2 separate regions of the Sus scrofa genome follow, and region 1 is linked to region 2. Evidence: chromatin contacts called from public Hi-C data. All regions are on one chromosome and are shown on one strand. Each heading gives the region's core, a stretch centred on a gene start, on an enhancer-like site or on the middle of the called end of the contact. The rest is flanking DNA. Distances are from core to core; before and after follow the strand shown.

The links. A called contact is a pair of places that touch in the nucleus more often than the background predicts.
Region 1: a contact with region 2 is called in a Hi-C map of liver, with 10 times the contacts expected there. The contact joins the promoter of SLC25A44 here to the promoter of CCT3 in region 2. A contact is called at or near these places in 1 of 5 promoter capture datasets (liver) and 3 of 47 Hi-C or Micro-C datasets (heart right ventricle, liver and skeletal muscle).

What each region holds. Positions count from the first base shown.
Region 1 is chr4:93,855,671-93,859,354 of Sscrofa11.1, forward strand. It overlaps SLC25A44 (solute carrier family 25 member 44), which reads right to left and starts at 1,483. Exons shown (of 4, transcript XM_001928054.5): 1 at 1,317-1,483.
Region 2 is chr4:93,732,504-93,736,647 of Sscrofa11.1, forward strand. CCT3 (chaperonin containing TCP1 subunit 3) reads left to right here and starts at 1,464. Exons shown (of 14, transcript NM_001244180.1): 1 at 1,464-1,619; 2 at 3,686-3,747. The coding sequence starts at 1,589. It overlaps TSACC (TSSK6-activating co-chaperone protein), which reads right to left and starts at 2,526. Exons shown (of 4, transcript XM_013996980.2): 1 at 1,808-2,526; 2 at 250-309. The coding sequence starts at 286.

The sequences.
Region 1 (3,684 bases), core at 233-2,732, 120 kb after region 2:
TCTCCACTTCAATTCTTCATGTACCAGAAAAACCTATACCAGACTATTCACTAGGTTCTGAGTCACCTGGAAGGCAAGGTCATTCAATGAGAAGAACATTAGTGGTCAGGAGTTCCTCCACTTCCATTACTTACTAGTAGGACTGGAACTAAGTCACTTCTTTAAAATTCAATATCCTCATCTATGATATAGAGCTAATAAAGCCTGCCACAGCTATATAACAGTGTGGTGCAACTCACATGTGCTAAAATATGCAAAGCCATTTTTATTAACAGCAAAGCACTTCCATCATTGCAGAAATTTCTATTGGACAGTGGTGCTCTAAATCCTTGCTACTCAGAGTGGTGCACAAACCCGCAACACTGGCATCACCTGGGAGCTTGTAGAAATACAGAACTTCAGGATGCTCTGTAGACTTGCTGAATAAGAACCATTTTCACAAGATCTCTGGGTGATCAATATGTATATCAGAGTTTGGAAAAGTATTGCCTTAAACATTAAGGATTGTCAGTATTCTAACAATAACAACTACTCTAGGAGTCCACGACCACTATGACTACATTAAGAGCCCTCTGATTCCATCCTGACTTGTCCCCAGGACTGGGCCCAATGCTGACTAATAGACTCATTCAGTTCTTTTCAGTCAACAACATTCACCAAATCAAATCATCTGTCTACAGCTCCTGACAAGACACCTATGAGGTCTGGTTCCCACTTCTGTGCTGGGATCAAGATCTTTGCTTCCTCCTTCTGTTCCTCTGTTCTTCTTACTGCATCTCCATCAAGGCTCTGCATCCTGAGAGCTATCTACCTTAGGAACGTGAATATATTTACATGCTCGCCCACCTGTCCTAAAGAACATGCATTTCCTTAGGGAAGGTTCTGGGCGTGCCTCCAACCCCTCCCTTCAAGGTAATCTCCCCCCAGGACAGGAGGAGATTCCCACTCAACCTTCCTTTGGTCTTCCATAGGTGCCCACGTGATCTCTCATGACAGACATCACACGACAATCCTCTTCACCTACTGCACATGACACCCCCTTTAAGTAGCTTCTGTCCTGACCCCCGAAACTGCCGCCTTTAGATCCTGGACATGCCCCTAGCCATGTCTCTGGCCATGCTTCTTTCGCTGTCGGCGAACCCCATGCTCCTCCGATAGGAAGAGATGCGTCGCTGGAGTCATCCCTCATTCCCAAAACTGCGCGGCGGGTTCCCAGTAAATTGCTGCCGTGCACTGCAGGCAACCGCTGCCTCCCTGACAGGTCTCGGTACTAGGAGACCTTAGTCCTTAGGCACCTCAAGCCGGTGATTTCGTACCTTCTCAGTTCAGGGCGGTTCTGCCGCGTCTGAGGCAAACTCCCAGAGCGGACCTCTAGGCCGCAGCTCCCACTCTATCCTCTGTTCCCGGCAACTGACGGCCTCCGGTCGCATCTTCCTCCATCTCGACCGGGATCCCGGTACTGCCGGAACCGGAAATTGGGACACTGTCACTCCCGCCCCCTGCAGGGGGCGGGGATGAACGGTGGGCAACTGCACCAATGACGTTCTGAGTCTTTAGCCTCGCCCCCCGCCTCCGCAGCAAAGGCGGAAGGTCCTGGTAGCCATCTTGAATTTGGGCAGAGGCCACGCCTTCTTTAGCCCCTTCTTCTACAGCGCATGCGTGTTCTTTCGAATTCGTGGAAATTGGGTCGCGGCCACTTCTTGAAGGTCTTGTTCCCAACGGGTCACCTTGCGTTTCAAGTCTCCTGGAATCCTTAAGTTAAAATCTCATCTAATTTTTGTGTAACTTTTCTCATCTACAGAACCAAAACAGGCCAATGTGCAGCAGGAAGGACTAAGTTTAGATTTTGGAGACTTGGGAACTCAAAACTACAGGAATAGGGAACATCCTGGAGATGGAGTGATCTCTTCTTGCTTTATAACTATTTGTTAATACATGGATTTAAAAGAAGAGGCGGTGGGAGTTTGGGGTTAGTAGATGCGAACTACTACATTTAGAATGGATAAGCAAAGAGGTCCAGCTGTATGGCACAGGAAACTATATCCAGTCACCCTTGATAGAACATGATATAAGTTGACGAAAAGAATATATATATATCTGAGTCACTTTGCTGTACAGCAGAAATGGACAACATTTATATCAACTATAATGAAAAAATATATAATAAATAGGAAAAAAAAATAAAAAGAGGCAGAGCCCTTTACAGGAGGGACTGAGAAGGCTAGGTTTGGAGAGTCAATTCATTTCAAAATAGATATTTCTATAACTCAACAACAAAAAGACAGACAACCCAATTTTTTTTTTTTTGTAAATGTGCAAAGGACTTTAATAGATGTTTCTCCAAAGAAGATGGATAATAAGCACATAAAAAGATGCTCAACATCATTAGTCATTAGGGAAAAACAAATCAAAACCATGAGATCCCCACTGCACACCCACTAGGATGGCTAAAATTAAAGCAAGCAAGCAAGCAAATGAGAACCTAGAAAGTGACAAGTGTTAGCAGGGATGTGGAGAAACTGGAACCCTGACGTTGCTGGTGGGAATGTAAAATGGTGCAGTTGCTGTGGAAACCAGTTTGATCATTCCTCAATGTTAAGCAAAATTGCTATATGACCAAGCATTTTCACTCTGAATATATACCCAAAAGAGCTGAAAACAGGTGTTCAAACAAAAACTTGTACACAGGAGTTCCTGCTGTGTTGCAATGGGATCAGTGGCATCTCTGGAGCTCAGGGACATGTGTTTGATCCCCAGCAAGTTAAGGATCCAGTGTTGCTGCAGCTGGTAGCCTAGGTCACAGCTGCGGCTCAGATCTGATCCCTGACCCAGGAACTCCATATGCCAAGGGACCGCCAAAAAAGAAAAACAAAAAACAAATAAACAATATTTACACACACAGATTCATAACAGCACTATTCACGATAGCCAAAAAGTAGAAACAAATGGTGACCTAGCTATACAATGGACTATTACTCAGCCATGAAAAAGGAATGAAAAATTGATATGTACTGCTGTGTGGATGAATTGTGAAACTGTTATGCTAAGTGAAATAAGCCAGACACAACAGTCACATATTGTGTAATTTCATTTAGATGAAATATGCGGAATAGACAAATCTATTTAGATAGCAGATAAGTGGATCGATTAGTGATTGCCAGGGACTAGGAGGAGGAAGAATGGGGACTGACTGCAGAATTTCCTTTTGGAGTGATTAAAGTGTTCTGGAACTAGGTAGTGGTGATGATTTACAACATTGTGAATGACAATGTCACTAATAGTAAATTTTTTTTGGTCTTTTTAAGGCCTCACCCGTGGCACATGGAAGTTACCAGCCGACGGGTCAAATTGGAGCTGTAGTTGCTGGCCTGTGCCACAGCCACAGCAACGTGGGATCCAGGCCATGTCTGTGACCTACACCACAGCTCACGGCAATGCTAGATCCTTAACCCACTAAGTGAGGCCAGGGATCAAACGTGCATCCTCACAGATACTAGTCGGATTCATTAACCACTGAGCCATGACAGGAACTCCCTCAATGTTAGTAAATTTTATGTTGTGTATATTTTACTACAATTAAAGAATTTGATACCTCTAGGGTCGATCTCTCCTGAACTCCAGATTTGTGTTAACAATAGCCTCAAAATATCTAGTGGGCATTTCAAACTTAGTGTGATAGTTTTA
Region 2 (4,144 bases), core at 214-2,713:
TAGGGGTCAAATCGGAGCTATAGCTGCTGCCTATGCCACAGCCACAGCAACACAGGATCCAGGCCGCCATCTGTGACCTACATCACAGCTCACGGCAACACCGGATGCTTAACCCACTGAGCAAGGCCAGGGATCGAACCTGTGTCCTCATGGATACTAATCAGATTTGTTCGTTTCTGCTGAGCCACGACGGGAACTCCAATCAAAGTCTGGTTTTAAGGGAAAGGAAGCAGGGCCTCTGACACACACCTCTTCTGTTAGTAGGATGACTAGAATGCTGCTCCATCTGAACACCTACAGGTGTGGTGCCTGGGAAAGAATCACAACATCACATGACCAACAACCCATGCTATTATTTTACTATTAACAATTTCATATAAGTTCTCCCCAGCACATATCAGGCTGCTCCAGTTTGGGAAGGAAAAAGTATGAAAGGGTGTGTACTGTTCTATTTTATGGCCAAACATAAGTAACTGTTCTTGAATTGTTCGTGCTCTCATCCTTTCACTAAAAAACAAAACAAAACAAAAAACTGTTTCTAGTAATGTTTCTTTTCTCTGGACAAAACAGTACTTTAACTACGCCCAAACTTTAAGCGTCTCCTAAAAATGTGGGCAAATACTGTGTTCTCCCCTAGTTTTGATTTCTGCGGGATCAGCCCTTTTCCTATCCTGTAAGGTAACTTAAAAACTCTGGTTCTCCAACATCTCTAATGGACCAGTAGCTGAGGGCATGAGGAGGGCAGGGGAAAGAATGGACACGGATAAAGAAAATCTGAGAGCACTAGAGGAAAACACTTGAGAAAATGTTTTACATAGGATAACTCGAGGGGTCGGTAAGCCAGCACTCTCAGGTACCATTCACGGCCTCAATAGATAGTATTTGCCTAAGAGGGAAAGGTCCATGCATAGGAACGAGTCAGAGGCAGTAAACCACAACTCCCAGCGTGCCCAGAAGGCTAGTTACCGCCCAGCTCAGTCTGATCGGACTACAACTCCCATTCCACCCCGCATCAAAGGGGCCAGGTGTTCTCTCAACTGCCGGTTTAGGTCCCGCCCCTTCTAGTCCTCCCCGTAGCCAAAGCTGGAACGAAAGCATGGAAACTGTCAAGTCATTCTCCACCTTGGCGTCCGAAAGGAGTCGAGACGCATGAGTTTAATGACCTCACCTGCGGTGTTAATGGAAAGCCTCTACCCCAGCACCCACCCTTATAGTTGACACACATGCGCAGTGGCGTTCCGGCCAACTACCCGATCCTTGGCGCTTGCGCCAAGGTTCGCGCCGCACGCGGCCGGGAGCGGCCACCCCATTGCGCAAGCGCCTCTGCCCTCTCATTGCCATCACCGTGCTCTCTCTACCTAGCTTGCCCCGCGTTCTTGCGTAGGGGGCGGGGCTAAGAATGTCAATTGGCCTGTTTCCGTGCCGGTCAGTGAGATGGGTGCGGTGATTGGGGGCGCCCGGGAGGGTAGCGGGGTTGGGTGTAAGCCCTGAGGAGGCAGCGTTTTCTGGGCTTCTCGCTGGTTCTCTCTCTCCAGAAGGTTCTGCCGGTTCCCCCTGCTTTGGGTACCCGGCTCTGCATCGCGCCGCCATGATGGGCCATCGTCCGGTGCTCGTGCTTAGTGAGTTTTGGGAAAGCTGGGGAAGGGACCCCCTCTTCATCTCCCTCTTTCGGCACTTTACAGCCTTGCCTCAGCCCAGTCCCGCCCTGGTCCGGCCCCTGAGCCTTCCAGTCGTTCATTTTGGAAGCCCCTTCTGCTTTCCTGTCTACCCTTAACGTATTCCCATGTCTACACAAACGCAAACTGACCTTTCTCTCTCGAGCCTCATTTTTCCGGGCTCTGGCCTCGGGAAGATGCTTCCCACTCGGCATTCTGTTCTTCACCTCCAACCCCCGCCCTTGCAACCTTCTTTGAGTGATTTTCAGTGTGCAGTTTTGTGACTAACGGCTTTTAAGTTTGGCCTAGCATTTTAACCTTGGCCCATCCCTTAGTAGTGGTGTGGCGTCAGCCACGTTGTTTGATTGAAACGTTTCCATCTTTATTATTAGGATTAACTATTTTCCCGTAAGATTGTGACTCAAGTGAGATAAGTAGAGACAATTGCTTAAAAGAGCGAGTGGTAGCCTTGGTTATTTGTATTTTCAGTAATTGTCCTCTTGAATTTCCATTCTGCAACTTCTGTTCCTCAAGTAACCCTACCTTCCTCACTGGTTTATCTTAGATGTAGTTATTCCCTTGATATCCCCTCCGTGGTAATCTTTCCCACTTACCAACTGAGTTTTCCCACATTTTTCCATTGGGTCTCTTTACCTATGGGGAATGAGTCGCATTTCTGTTGTCTTCCTCGGGTATGTTTCTGTTCTGTGTAATCTCAGCCTTATTAGTCATTTTCCGTCCCTCTCTTATGCGTGTAGAATGCTATCGATTTTCTGTATACCTGGAAAATAACTGTTTGCAAACAAGAATCCACTTAACCCAGAAAAAAAAACCAATTTTTTTCTGATGAATCCAATCAGAAAGGTCCATGCAGGATTTTGGTTATCAGTGCCTGAAATAGGAATCTAAATCCTGAGAACTGTGAATGAATGTTTAGGTTTGATGGGTGGGAAATTTTACAACAAACTGTAGGGAAGTATAATTTGGAGAGAGGAGTGAAATAAACATTCTTTTGATTCAGGTATAGCCATTGAGAGGGCCCTAAGGTGAGTAGTGCGTTGTTCAGCTCTTTTGAGGTCGGAGTTAATCCCTTGCATTAGCGGCCCTAACCTATTAGACTTCCTATTAAAACATGTAGGTCACACTTACTGATGGTCAGTGGGTTCCTGAGGCATTCTGGTTATGTCCAAGCATGAAGTGATTGTATCTCGCAAACCCAGATGCTTTTGAGTGTGTGTTCTCATTCCATAGCACACAGGGGAGAAGGGGGGAGGAACTATTTAATAATTACGCTGGGAATGTCAGTATGATTCTGTGTACCCAATTATGAGGACATGAATCCCCCAAGTTTTCCTTTTTACATAAGGGAGTGATTGATGCTTTTTTAGGGTCACCAGGTCTTTAAAAATCTGATGGATCTTAGGTTATGAATCCTTGTTATACATACATGAATATTTGATTAGAGAGAAAGTGATGACTAAGATTCCAAAGTTGAAGCTTTATGAATTGTTTCTTAGTATACCAGGAGTTGAAGTAAAGAAAGAAATAAGTATGTATGTTTACTTATTAACAGCTCGTTGAGGTGCAATTGATATACAAAAAGTTGCACATATTTGAAGAGTATAAGTTGGTAAGCTTTGATCAGTGTATACATCTGGGAAACCAGTATGTGTTTTTGTTTTTTTTTTTTTTTTTTGTTTGCTTCTTAGGGCCAAACCCGCGGCATATAGACGTTCCCAGGCTAGGGGTCCAATCCGAGCTGCAGCTGCTGGCCTAGGCCACAGCCACAGCAATGTGGGATCCAAGCCTCATCTTCGACCTACACCACAGCTCACTGCAACGCCAGATCCTTAACCCACTGAGCAAGGCCAGGGATCGAACCCAAAACCTCATGGTTCCTAGTTGAGTTCATTTCCGCTGCACCACCAGGGAAACTCCTGTTTTTATTTTCAAAGATTGGGAAATAAATGAATAACTTATATACAATGGGGCAGTCCTGGACTATTGCCTTTTGTTTTTATCTGTTTTAGGCCAGAACACAAAGCGTGAATCTGGAAGAAAAGTTCAGTCTGGAAACATCAATGCTGCCAAGGTAGCCTATCTTATAAGTTGTCTGCCTCTAGCTATCTTCCCTGGTGTTTCAGTTTTTGTGATTTGACAGAGGAAAAGTTGACTTCCTTTCCCTCTTGGTGGTAAAGAAAAGGAATCATTTTCTCTCTGAGCTGGGCCTAACGGTCTACTCAAATTAACTTTTGCGAATTCTGTTCCTGTATACTATCTCATAATATTCTATTTGTGTTTATCTCCCATACTAGATGGAATTACTTGGAAGGAAGAACTATATTCACTTTTATATTCCTAATATTTGCTATAGCTCTTGAATAGGTATCTACAGTAAATGCTTTTTGAATGAAACAATGAAATAGCCCTAGATCTAATTTAGCATGAGGTAGAGGCCACTATCATGGAAAGAAATACAAGTACATGGA